2 separate regions of the Mus musculus genome follow, and region 1 is linked to region 2. Evidence: chromatin contacts called from public promoter capture Hi-C data. All regions are on one chromosome and are shown on one strand. The core of a region is the stretch at or near the end of the contact, and the rest is flanking DNA. Distances in the headings are between cores, read along the strand shown.

The links. Promoter capture Hi-C pulls out the DNA fragments that hold promoters and counts their contacts.
Region 1: a promoter capture Hi-C map of pre-B cells shows a contact between it and region 2. The contact joins the promoter of Smim15 here to the promoter of Cenpk in region 2. A contact is called at or near these places in 1 of 39 promoter capture datasets (pre-B cells) and 1 of 484 Hi-C or Micro-C datasets (CD4 T cells).

Annotation. Positions count from the first base shown.
Region 1 is chr13:108,040,041-108,046,277 of GRCm38.p6, reverse strand. Smim15 (small integral membrane protein 15) reads right to left here and starts at 1,804. Exons shown (of 3, transcript NM_001048250.2): 1 at 1,792-1,804. Gm41055 (a long non-coding RNA gene) reads left to right here and starts at 1,807. Exons shown (of 5, transcript XR_003950673.1): 1 at 1,807-2,072.
Region 2 is chr13:104,227,246-104,233,084 of GRCm38.p6, reverse strand. Cenpk (centromere protein K) reads right to left here and starts at 4,119. Exons shown (of 10, transcript NM_001377093.1): 1 at 4,083-4,119; 2 at 2,206-2,356; 3 at 371-427. The coding sequence starts at 2,322. It overlaps Ppwd1 (peptidylprolyl isomerase domain and WD repeat containing 1), which reads left to right and starts at 4,241. Exons shown (of 11, transcript NM_172807.4): 1 at 4,241-4,479. The coding sequence starts at 4,284.

The DNA.
Region 1 (6,237 bases), core at 555-3,054, 3.8 Mb before region 2:
CCCTTAGTATACAACCTTTAATCCCAAACAAGGTAAAGTTAGTTTGTAGAAGGAAGCACCATATTTGAAAGTGATGTCAAAGTGATGAATCAGAGAAAGATTTGATACAGGATATGCCCAGCCCTCAAAAGAGGAAAGAGGAAAAAGAGGCTAGTTAAGAGAGCAGCACAGAGAAAGAAGAAAGGAGAAGGCAGTTTTACCAGGAGAGTTTTACAGAGACAGGCTGGAGAGAGAGAACAAGCTAGACACAGGTGAAGACAATGAGCCAGAGGATGAGAAGCCAGAAGAGCAGAACACATTGCTAGAGTCTGAGGTCAAGCAGAGCAATTCAGAAGAGGAGAAAGAGAAGCCAGATTGAATCAGTCAACTTGGCGAGGAGTTTGAGCTAGAACAGCTAGCTGAGTAAGTGAGTTAGCCAGCACACAGGAAGAACAAGAAAGGATGCGCTTTTCAGCAATAAGTCTCAGAAGCTGAAAACACTCTAGGCCTAGATAAGATTGTGTGGAGGCTAGAAGCTTCCGGGACTAGGCCTGGGTTAGCAGACTGAGCAGTAAGCCTCAAAGATGACAATTACAACAGGAGAATAAAAGATACCTTTACAGTAAGATTAGAAATGGAAAAAAAAAAAAAAAAAAAAAAAAAACCTCTAAATTCTCCTCTAAACACAAACAAGTAAAAACATCTTTCTATAATAGTATAGCCTCTTAACACCTATTTCTCCCTAAATTACAACTGCAAATGTCCCAAAATAAGAGTTCTAATTCGTAGAAGCCAAGTATTCTACGTAAATTATTTGAGTACTAAAGTTTTGTCTGAATAATAATGACTTTCACTAACATAAAAAAAATCAAGCTGGCTGGCTGACATGTTACAGGTACCATACCCATAAAGATTTTTAATCTTTGCGTCTACTGTTGGGGATCCAACCCAAAGCCTAGTAGAGCACAGTAGACAGATGCTCCACCGCTGACCAACCAAGAATTTAAACTGCTTGTACTTAAGAATCCTCATTTATTCGTTGGATTGGGTACATCGTTACAAAGTCAAACACTATGCTTTGCTCTTTAAAGGTTTTGTGGTCTGTAGTTCAATTAATGTACCTTACAAGAAAATAAAGAATTACCAAAATAATTATGGTACCCACAACCCGTCACATCAAGAAAACTATCACTGGATTTAACTTCCATGTCCCCATGCTATCTCCGTATTTGTATCAGAAACCATGCCCCTACTTTCAGCACATTAAACTTTCTGGAGACGTTAACCATCCAGTCCCTTGTCGCTACGCCCTCGCCCAGTTGTAACCAGTTTGCAGGAAGGTCCAAGAAAGATCGATCTTTCTCGAGTCCAGTAACGAACTAAATACAAGTCTGCGAAATCCGCCCAACTTTGCAAATAAGACTAGCGCGACTTGATGACTAGGCTATGGCAAAGTTACGGTCCACAGGCCACACATCTCGAGAGCACCTCAGTCTCGCACCAAAACATCCTCGCCTTACTTTCAGGCACATTCCTTCACCTCACAAAGCCTAGGGGACCCGGAGCTGCACCAGGCGTCTCTAGACTTACAGCTTCTCTCCTAACTTTCCCCGCTTAGCATTCTCCTTGCCCCGGGCCATGTCCACGGCCATCAGTCGGCCTCACCGGCTAAGGACGCCGCCCCGCCGAGCGAAGCCGGGCAGGACCCGCGGTCAGGAGCTCAGAGAGCCGGGAGAGCCCGGCCACACGCTCAGCTTAGGCTACAGCAAGCCACCGCAGCCCTAGGGGATCCCCGCTCCCATTCCCACTCACCGCCAGGCAGGAAAGTGGAAAGCGGAAGCCGCTCCGCTCAGGTCCCGCCCGAAGGCGGGGCGGGGCGGGGCGGGATGAGGAAGTGGCGGGCGGGTTTCCGGCGGCGCAATGTCTAGAGCCATAGCGGGAGGGCGGGGAGGGGCGGCGCGGCGAGGCGAGGCGAGGCGCGGAGGCTTCGTGTCCGCGGTCGGGGATGCTGCCGCGCGCCGCTTCGTGTGCGCTGCAGGTGGGGCATCGTGGCCTCGCGTCCTGCGTGGGACGCCGGCGAGGAGACGGAGTGGGTGAGGAGTTCGTCCAGGGGACTCTCAGCCCAGAGAGCCGCAGCTAGACACGAGGGGGACCCCGCAGTCTCCTTAGAGCCTTCTCGAGGCCGTGGAAGGACTGGCGTGTTCCCTAACTCGCCCCTCACTCATGCTGTAGAGTTGAACAATAGTTAAATATTTAAAGATTTGGCCAAGCAGCAGCCCGGCTGGGATGTGTCCAGTGAACCTTGGTAGCAGGGGGAAATGCTGCCACGCTGTGGGAAAGAGGTTCCGTTGTTTGTTTTTCATTTAAGAGCCTAACTTACTTCACAAAGGAATGGTCGATACTTGCCCCAAAGTAAACTGTCAATAATTAAACTGTCAGGGCATAGAGATCGCAATACATAAATAAAGGACTTCAAAAAGTCAACAAGCAGAAAGGGGTGCGTTAAATGGGTCTCCTAATCTACAGGGACGGAAAGATTAGCTCTGGTTTGGTTGGTGCTCAAATTTTGTGATTGCTTGCCTGAACTACTTGCTCTGTTTGACTGCCTCTGGCGAATGTTGCAAGACCTCCTCGCTGTTGTGTGCCAAATAAAGCAAGTTTTTATTCCTGAGAGACTGTGAGCGTTCCCTTTGAGGAGCAAGCCGAGACATGTATGAGTAGTTAGAGTATAACAACAGTAACCATTATTTACCAAGGAGCAGACTTTGGCAGCTAATCTAAGGATCTAAAATACTGCTACCCGGGTATATGCTAATGGCTGCATATTGTAATGGCAGCCGTGGTTTTCTTATTCTTGTGTGAAAGCCTGAAGGATTGCTTAAAACCTGTACAAACAAGCGTACCCATAACCGGCTTGTATCCATAACCGGCTTGTATCCGTGACATGTTCACTTCAGTAGATGGTTCCTCACAAGTTCTGCCTCCCAGTGTGTTGCTCTGTTTTATCTCTAAAGGACCCAGGGTCCCCGCAAGTCTTGGGAATAAAAGGAAGCAGTACCGTAAGGAAGGAACTGAGGAGGGGGTGCACCAGCCTAATCGTGCACAGTACACACACTTACAACGGAGAGAAAGAAAGCAGCAAGCTTCTTTGGCTATTGGAGACCTAGCCTTCACACTCAGATTTTAGGGCTCTCTCTTCTGGTGTATTAGGCAGGCCTGTGCAAGCCCAAGAACAGCATAGAGGTTGCCATGGAGGACAGCCTTACTGGGGCCTGCATTACCTTAACCAAAGATGATAAGTAAGATAGGCTCCCAAACCATGGGCTGACTGTTCCATGGCGAGGTCAGCTTTCTAGTCTCTGTACTGATGCCCCTACAGCACTCATTCTCTCTGAGCCTTTTCCTCCCGTATATCTAGAGGGCATTCTAGTTGACCTCTGATCATTCGGGCCCCTTCAGATCAGTAAATTAGTGTATCTGGCCAGTCCCCTAGCTCTTTATCCTTTCTGGGAGAGGGAGTAGTCACGGGTTTGTTTGAAAGACTCTTGCTATGTAGCCCAGACTCTACCTGAGCTCTGGGTCATTGTGGTCCACTCTCTTAAGTAATGGGATGGTGGGCGGTCACCACCACCGTTGTCTTAACTTGGATTTTATTCTCCCAAATGTCCCAAATGCATTATGAGATAACAACTAATACGTTCTGCCTTGTTCTTAAGAAGCAGATTTTAGCCAGGTGTAACCCCGAGACTTGAGAGGTGAAGACAGGAAGATGAACAACCTTGGTAGGCGTACAGTGAGTTTGAACCATTCTGGGCTACTTGAGACCCTGTCTCAGAGAAGAGGTAGGGTGTTAAGGTAGTTCCCATGGAGAGCAGACTAGGAAAAGCTGTGTGTGCAGGATTAAAGCAGCCCACATAGCAGCTCTGAAGCCAAGGAACAGCTGCACAATATTTGTTATTGCACAAAGCCTTTAAAAAATTGTTCGTTTGCTTTTCTCTTGTAAGGTAATTCCTGGTAGACTTGTCATTCCTTAGTTTCTAAAGTCTTTTTTTTTTTTAATGTTTGTAAGTACAAAGTTAAGTCTCACTCTAACCATGTGTCAATGAAAGGCATGTACCCTGAATAAGATTCTGTTGTTGTAATAATGTTATTTGCTCTGATTAAAAGATGCTGAAAGGTCTCTCACCTGTACTTGGCCTTATTTCCTTCCCTCCAGTAACCCTGTACATATGTAACTTCTTTTGATGGAATTGGGTTTTATCCCTGAATTTTATTTCATAACCTTATTTAAATATCAGTTGAGTACTTTCTGTGTACCCAGTACTGAAGTCAGTGCCTCTCAAATACTGTCACTAATCCCGAACTAAATCACCCATCAAAAGTTCATGTTCTTATACAGGTTTTCCAGTTTAACAACAGAAGACTTAAAAAGTAAAGCAGGATTCTAAACTTATTTTATCAAAATCTCTGCTCACTCCAGTCTTGGCAGAAATGTTTTCTCTTTTCTCCCCTCCCCCTCACCCCCGGCCCCCAAAGTGGAGTTATGTTTTTAGAGTCTGTCACTGCTGACAAAAACTAAAATCCCCGACTTGCCTAGTGTCCAGGTGGTGGCAGCATGTCTCAGAGCTAGCGTGCTGGGGAAGGCGTTTCCAGCCGTGCTGGTTGGCTGCTTGTGTGAACGTGCATAACCTGCCTCTGTGCAGAGCTCTCACTTCTCCATTTATCGACCCATCAGTGATTCATCCCACTATAGCCTCCTCTTCTGGTAGATTACACTTCGGGAGTTTCTCTTCAGCTTCTTTTATCTATGAAGTGTCTATCAGACTCTTTCTAGAAAACTCATTAGGGCCTATCAGGCCAGACAGTGTTATTTCAGTTGTTATTTTTAACCAACATTTGGTATTATTGGGCAGTACTGAAAGTATCAATATTAGCTAATACTACTAAGAAACGTCTGCTTAAATTAAAGGCATGTGTCTTACACTCACAGACTCATCGGTGTAGGAGCTTAGGAAAAACAATTAGTACTCAAAAGAGTAAGAAACTCAACAGGGAGTAATGCAAGATTATCATTTCTGGGGCTAAAGAGACAGAGGGTAAAGACGCTGGCAATCAAGGCTGAATTCCATCCCCAGAGCCCGACTCATGGAAGGTCAGACACACACACACACACACACACACACAGAGATGGCTTTTGTTTTTGTTGATGACTTCTTGGGAGTTTGCTTTTATGCCTTTGCAGAGCTAATGCCTATGAAGGGGGCTGGCAAACAATTGCTGCCTTCCCACCCGAGTCCTCCACAGCCACCACTGCTCTGCTTGCACGGCTCTTCAGTCTGGGTTTACTGGCTTCTTGTCTCTCCTAGACAGTAACCTAGACAGTTTTTTAGAATGTAAACCCCAGGATTAGTTGCCTCAAAAGTATGAACATCACTGTATCATTGTTGCAGTACTGGGCTGAACCCAGGTGTGTGGCACATGCCACCCAAGTGCCTAGTCCTGTCCTGTGTGTGACCTACATCCTTTTGCCCTTTGTCATTTAATGTCTTTGTTAGTTTGTTTGAAACAAGGGATTTCAGTTGTTGTTCTATTGATGTGGAGAGAAACCGAGACCAAGGAAGCTTACAAAAGGAAGCAGTCGATGGGGAGCTTGCTTGCTGGGTGAGAGGGTTACTCCACCATCAGCATAGCAGGGACCTGGAGAAGTAGCTGAAAGCTCACATCTAAATCACAAGCAGAGAATAAGCTAGACTGGGCGTGGCACACTTCTAATTCCTTACTAAACAGCCCATCCTCTGGAAACCAAGTATTTAAACATATGATCCTATGGGTGCCAGTCTCATTGAAACCACAGTGTATTGCTAAGTTGGCCAGTCTAGTCTTGAACTTGCTATGGTTTTAAATAGTAGATTTCAGGGTATAGTGTTACTCAAATACCTGTTAGGGTTGGAACAAATTAAGTAAATTAAGTCCTGGGTGTTTGTGAAGCTTTTGTTAAGTGCTGAGGGTTGGAAGATTTTGACAGCGATAAAGGTGCCTGGGAAGGGATGTTAGTGTCAAACTTAATAAAGCTGTTTGTAGATCAATACATACATCGTGGTTATAGCCCATTAATGAACGAAGTTTATGTAGTGCTTTCCAAGTATGTAAAATTATCTACAGGAAGGAAGGTCGTGATTCATCATTTTCACTGATAAGATAAAAAGAATTAGTTCTACACGATAGGTGCTAAAACTTAAGATAAGAGCAGCTGGACTA
Region 2 (5,839 bases), core at 2,870-5,369:
ACTTTATCCCATGTACCTTTTTCCCTTGCTGATTTGACAATGCATCCTTTCACTACCATAAATCTCAGCCACAAGTAGACTACATAGAGTCCTACGCATCTGCTTTAAGAATCATCAAACTTACAAAAGATCACTTGTGAACTCTTAACACAATAGGACTTCTCTCTCTCTCTCTCTCTCTCACACACACACACACACACACACACACACACACACACACAAACACACACACACCCATGCTAATTAATTTAAAAAGAATATAAATATTAACAAGGCTCTATTGGAGTTAATATAAACACATAAACTTTTTGTACAAAAAGAATGAATTCTGCTTACCTATTTTCTAGAGTGGAATATAAAAAGTTCATACCTGAGCATCTGCATTCGTGAGTGTCTCAGTTCCAATAAGTGATAATTTATTCTGACACTTGATTTAAAAATAAAGAAAAACAAGTGATATACTTACAAACTATAGACAATTCCCTTCTCCCTTTTGTAAACAAGACCAATACAACATCCTTTCTAAAAACATATAAACATGCCTTACAGAATTTATTTAAATTTTTACATAAGATGAAGATGGCAGTCAAACTGGTTCCAAAGTGAGTATATCAAAAGGAAAAGGGAAGAGTTGTATATGTAGCTAAGTAGTAGAGCACCTACAGAAACTTTGGTTGCATTCCCCTCTCTCTCTAAAACAGTGATTATTAGAACACCCACTAGCTTGCATGAATTCTAAGCCACATAATGGGAGGTAAGCAAACACATGAAAAAAGTACTATAGAATAATAACAAAACAAATAAGTAGTTAACATGATATGCCTCAAAGAAATATTATTTGCCTGACTTTAATACCAAACAATGTTAATGGTTGTCTGATACGTTAAAATATGAGGAGCTTAAGTCTTATCTGTCCTCATATCTTATTGTAGTAATTTTCTGTAAAATTTAAAGATATTTTGTAAAATGCAATTTTCTATAGTGGAAAACAACAAAAAAAGAATTATAAGAATTATTTAGTAAATATAGTAGTGGCATAAAGCACCAAGGATTTTTGACAAAATAATTTTGTAAAATATGTTATTCATTGTTCATACTCATAAAGTTTAGTGAAAAGAGCAGGATGCTCTCTATATTCATAAAAAATTCATTCACCCCTCTTGCTTTACTGAAGTAGGATATTACTTGTGTCTGTGATTTATATCATATGTTAAAGAAAAAAAATTTACCAAAATAGCATAGTGTATCAAGTGCCTCTATCTCACTAAAAAAAAAAAAGTTCATAATTTCAAGGTCAACATTTTAATTTCTATATTTGTTTCACTCATAACTCTTAATTATGTATTATTTCTACAGCTATATTCTCTAATTTGGATACTAATTCAGTCAACATCTACTGTCCCAAACAGGTACTAAAATGATTCATGATTTCCTCTAATCTGGCATTTATTAACTTTTGTGTCCTTTAGTTCCAACCTTCTTAGAATCTATTGAATTCACTCTTGCAATGACAGCATTCAGGCCTTCATCAGGCCTTACCAGGATGACTACGAGATTCTCTTAAAGCATCCTGTTTCTGTACTCTTGTCTTAAAACACAACAAAATGGTTGTTTTCATGTAGCCAATCATTTCACAGTGAATTTCAACCTTTTAATGATCTCCCATTGAACCCACTCCACAAAATCCATGTTCTTATTCCAAGCTAATTCTCTACAGTCTCAGTTCACAAGATTTCCTTTTCCTAGTATATATTTTTCCATAAAATCTTACCAAGATTTCTCTAACCTCTTTAAACTATACATTCGGACTTTTCCATTTTTGTCTTGTCCTAATTTCACAGGCTCTTAATTATCCATTTACTTCTTGTAGAAAGGTAACCTTGACTCCTTCATAATGCCTTACACATTTCTCCTAAGTATAGTTTTTTGCATTCTACCATAATACCCTTAATGGTGCATTATATACAATATTATGAATGACCTCTATAAGCAAAAAAAATCTCCCTGAGAACCAAAACTACCATTATTTTTTTTCTCTTTCTATAGCTTATCAAGTATAAAAATTTTTAAAAGAATGCTTTTAGGTATAAAATCTATACAAATAATTTATAAAAAAAATAGTTATGCGGAAACTAACACGGTTTCTTTCCTAAGTCAATTATGTAAAATTATATTAATATATCACTTTTATCTGTTGAAACTTACATCTTCCATGTCTTTCCACATTTCTTCACATTCTTTAATAAGTTCTTCCTCTGTATCTATAACAGCTTCCACATCTGTAATAGTATCTGGATGTACTTCTTGTTTATTCTCTGACATATCCTTTATAGTTTTCTTCACCTTACTGCAACTACTAACGTTAAAAAAAAAAAAAAAAGACACATGCATTAAACAACTATCTGCTGAATGTAGGAGTGACTAAAAAAACAAAAAGTCCTTTTTATCAAAAGAGAAACATGAACACGCACCTGTTGGAGGGAATATTTTCATATAGCCATTATTAAAAAAAAAAAAAGAGTATGGATGTTAGCAAAAATTAGAAACAGAACTACCACAGGATCCAGTAATTCCACTATTAGATATATATCCAAAGGAAACTAGCATGTTAAAAAGATGTTTACAATCTTGTTTACTATAGCACCATTCACAATAGCCCAGATATGTAATCAACTAAGTGTCCACCTAATGAAGAATGGATTTAAATTTTAAAAAGTTCCATTGTAACAGGAGAGTCAGTAGAAAAACAAGAGTGCAAAATTCAGGTAGGTGAGGAGATGTATTGGTAAGAGCTTGTGGAAGGTGTGTTTGAATTACTTCTTCCAACTAAGTGAAATGGAACCTAAGGTGATCCACTGTGAGGAAGTATCAAGGAATTTGAATTTTAAGAGCAGATACAGCCAGGTGGTGTGACCCCTGCCTTTAATCCCAGCACTTGGGAAGCAGAAGCAGAGGCATTCGAATCTCTGTCCTTTCAAGGACAGTCAGGACATAAAAGAAAAATCCTATCTCAGAAGGGGTCAGGGTTCAGAGAAATAGCTTATCACATAAAGGCTATAAGGTTTACAAACAAAATTTTAAGAGGAGAGGGGGAAAGGTTACAGAATGTTGGTTTTTTTTGTTTTTTGTTTTTGTCTTTAAGAAAACTCAAAGAATATAAAGCAACTTTGGATAGTAGCCCACTTTAAATTACTAACTAGTGGCCCAATTAAAACAACAAAAGATAGCATATTAATGAATATAGTCATCCAGGGCAAGGTTACTAGATGGCTGTTGTAAAGATGATAGTGTATCATGAGGTACAGTTAGGTAATTTTAAGGATGTAGAGAGGACCTGTAGTTTACAACATCAGATGTAAATCAGAATAAACACCGCCCCAATGTATTTTTTTACTCATAAGGAATTTTTAAGTCTTAAATTGCTTAACCTGTAAATTACCAACGGAGAAGTGGTACAGGATGCAGCTTTGTTGTTGGAATAGACAGAACACGGTAGCATGCTCCTAGGTTAAAGGTGTCAATAACGCGAAGATGTCAACTCCCCCCAAATTGTCCTCTTTTATCTTAATTAACATCTTAAAGGCGACAAAAACTCTGTCGCACTTGATGAGGAAATTCTAGACCTATACAGAAATATAAAGATCCAGAAATAGCAAAGGCTCATAGACTATATGCTAATCGTCAAACATAGAGCAGGCAGGTGGAGACGCGGGAACGTAACACGCAGGCCCTTCGTGAATTTCTCGCGTCACATACATACACATTCCAAGTCAAAAAGAATATTCTAAATGGGAGGCCACCTTATAAATTACAGTAATTTCAATATATAGTTTAGCTGATAGAAATCTACTTCATTCTTTTTAACAAAAAGTTCCTTCCAACCCCGCCCCTCGGCTTTTTCGGGAAAAAACAGGTAGGTTCTAGAACAGCATTGGCCCGAGAGGCCGAGAAGCGCGAGACCTCCAGTTCGTAAGGCGTAAGCGTCCGATCTAGGGGGTACCTGGGTCCCCCAAACCCGCGAGCTGCCATCCTCCTTGACAGAAAACTGGGGCCTTTGCCAGTCAGAGCCGGTTTCAACTCACTTCAGTCCTCCGGCCTCCTCAGCGCTCTCGTCAACACAGCCAAGCCGCGCTGTTTACGCGCGCTGCTCGCTGATTGGACCAGCTGCGCCCACCGCAGCCAATCAAAAAGCGCTTCCGGCAGCTGACGGACAAAAGCTGCGCCGCGGCTCGGGGAAACCTAGTTCACTCGGTCGTCGCGTCTCTTCTAACGCCTCGGACGACATGGCGACCGAGAGTGGGAGCGATTCGCAGCTGAGGAGGAGAAGGCGCCGAGACCCAGAGGGATCAGAAAAAACGGAACTGAGCGAGCGAGAACCGGCCCTGGCAGTGGCGGGGAGCGAAGAAAATGATGATGAGAATGAAGAGCGCTGGGTCGGGCCTTTACCGGTGGAGGCAACCCTTGCCAAGAAGAGGAAAGGTAGCAGCGGAGAGCCCGCGAGCAAGCTGGACGGCTACTCCGGCCGAGTGGGAGGGTTGATCTCAAGCACGCCCACGGGCGGGAGTGAGATTGTGGGTTTGTGCACTTAGAACGGACGATCTTCACTGCATTTCCTCCCTAAAGAGTGAATTGGTGTTAGTATGGCGTGTTAAAAAAAAAAAAAAAAAAAGGAACACCGTTGATTCCTGACTGTCAGAGATGATACAAACTAGTGCTTGTCTGTATTTCTGTGTTTGGATGCTTTTTTTGACCTCATAGCTGCTGTGTGAAGTTGGAATTCCTAATATTGATTGAGCAGGTGTGGGAAGGAGCTCTCAGAATCATAAACACTTAAGCTTTCAACCCTGACTCGTCTAGTAATGAATTTTCAAACTCAGGGGAAGTTGCTTAAGCTAGCTGGATATGAAGCCATACTCGAGACAATATAGTAAAGTTTTGCCACTAACGTGAATAATAACAAGATTTTATAATATTAAAGTTTGGTAAAGAGATAATATTTACTGTTTTAAAGACTGTTCTAGGAACTTTTTCATAAATGTCTTAGGGTTGTGTGTGTGTGTGTGTTCGTTCGCTCACGCGTTAATCTCAATTCTGACTGTGGAACTATTTAAAAATCTTTTATTTTCAGAACAAAGCCCAAACACCTTAACATGGATTATGAGGCAGTTTGTCTCTCTTTATTTCCCCAAGCAGGACTCCCAATTCTGTCCATTCTCAAAACCCTACCTTGTCCTTGAGCAAGGGCTCCTCTACGTTCCTGTCCAGATACTGTGAAGTGTCTCTATCTGGAGTCATTTCTCTCCTTTAACCATGCTAGCTTTTTAACAGGTCTAGGTTTTAGGTCAGTGCTTTTTGAACATTGGATAGTGACACCCTTTAGTTAGCTCCTTACTTTTTCTGCCCAATCCTGCTTTTGCCTTCGAGGCACTTACTACTTTTTGTAGTTGTGTGTTTACTCATGTGACTTCCTGAACACTACTAGCCTAATCATGTAAGAACAAGGATCTTGTACTTTCGGCTCCAACACTTCAATACAGTGTTTTGCATACAAGTTTAAATGAATATTTTATAACATTTGTGCTGTTATTATTTCACCTAAATATTACTACAAGAACTGCTTAGGTGGAAAGAATGGAAGGATAATTTAGGAAGGAAAACGAAACAAAATGAAAAAGAAAAACCAAACTTTGAAATGCTGACATAGGAAACAAGTGTCTTATGAACAATAGAGTTGGGACAGGAATAGGTATATCATGTGAAAAATCTTTTCCCTTAGCCAGATTTTTTTTTTAAGCCAACCAATGGAGTTTGAGTTTGAGGGAGGATGACAGGTGCTTAG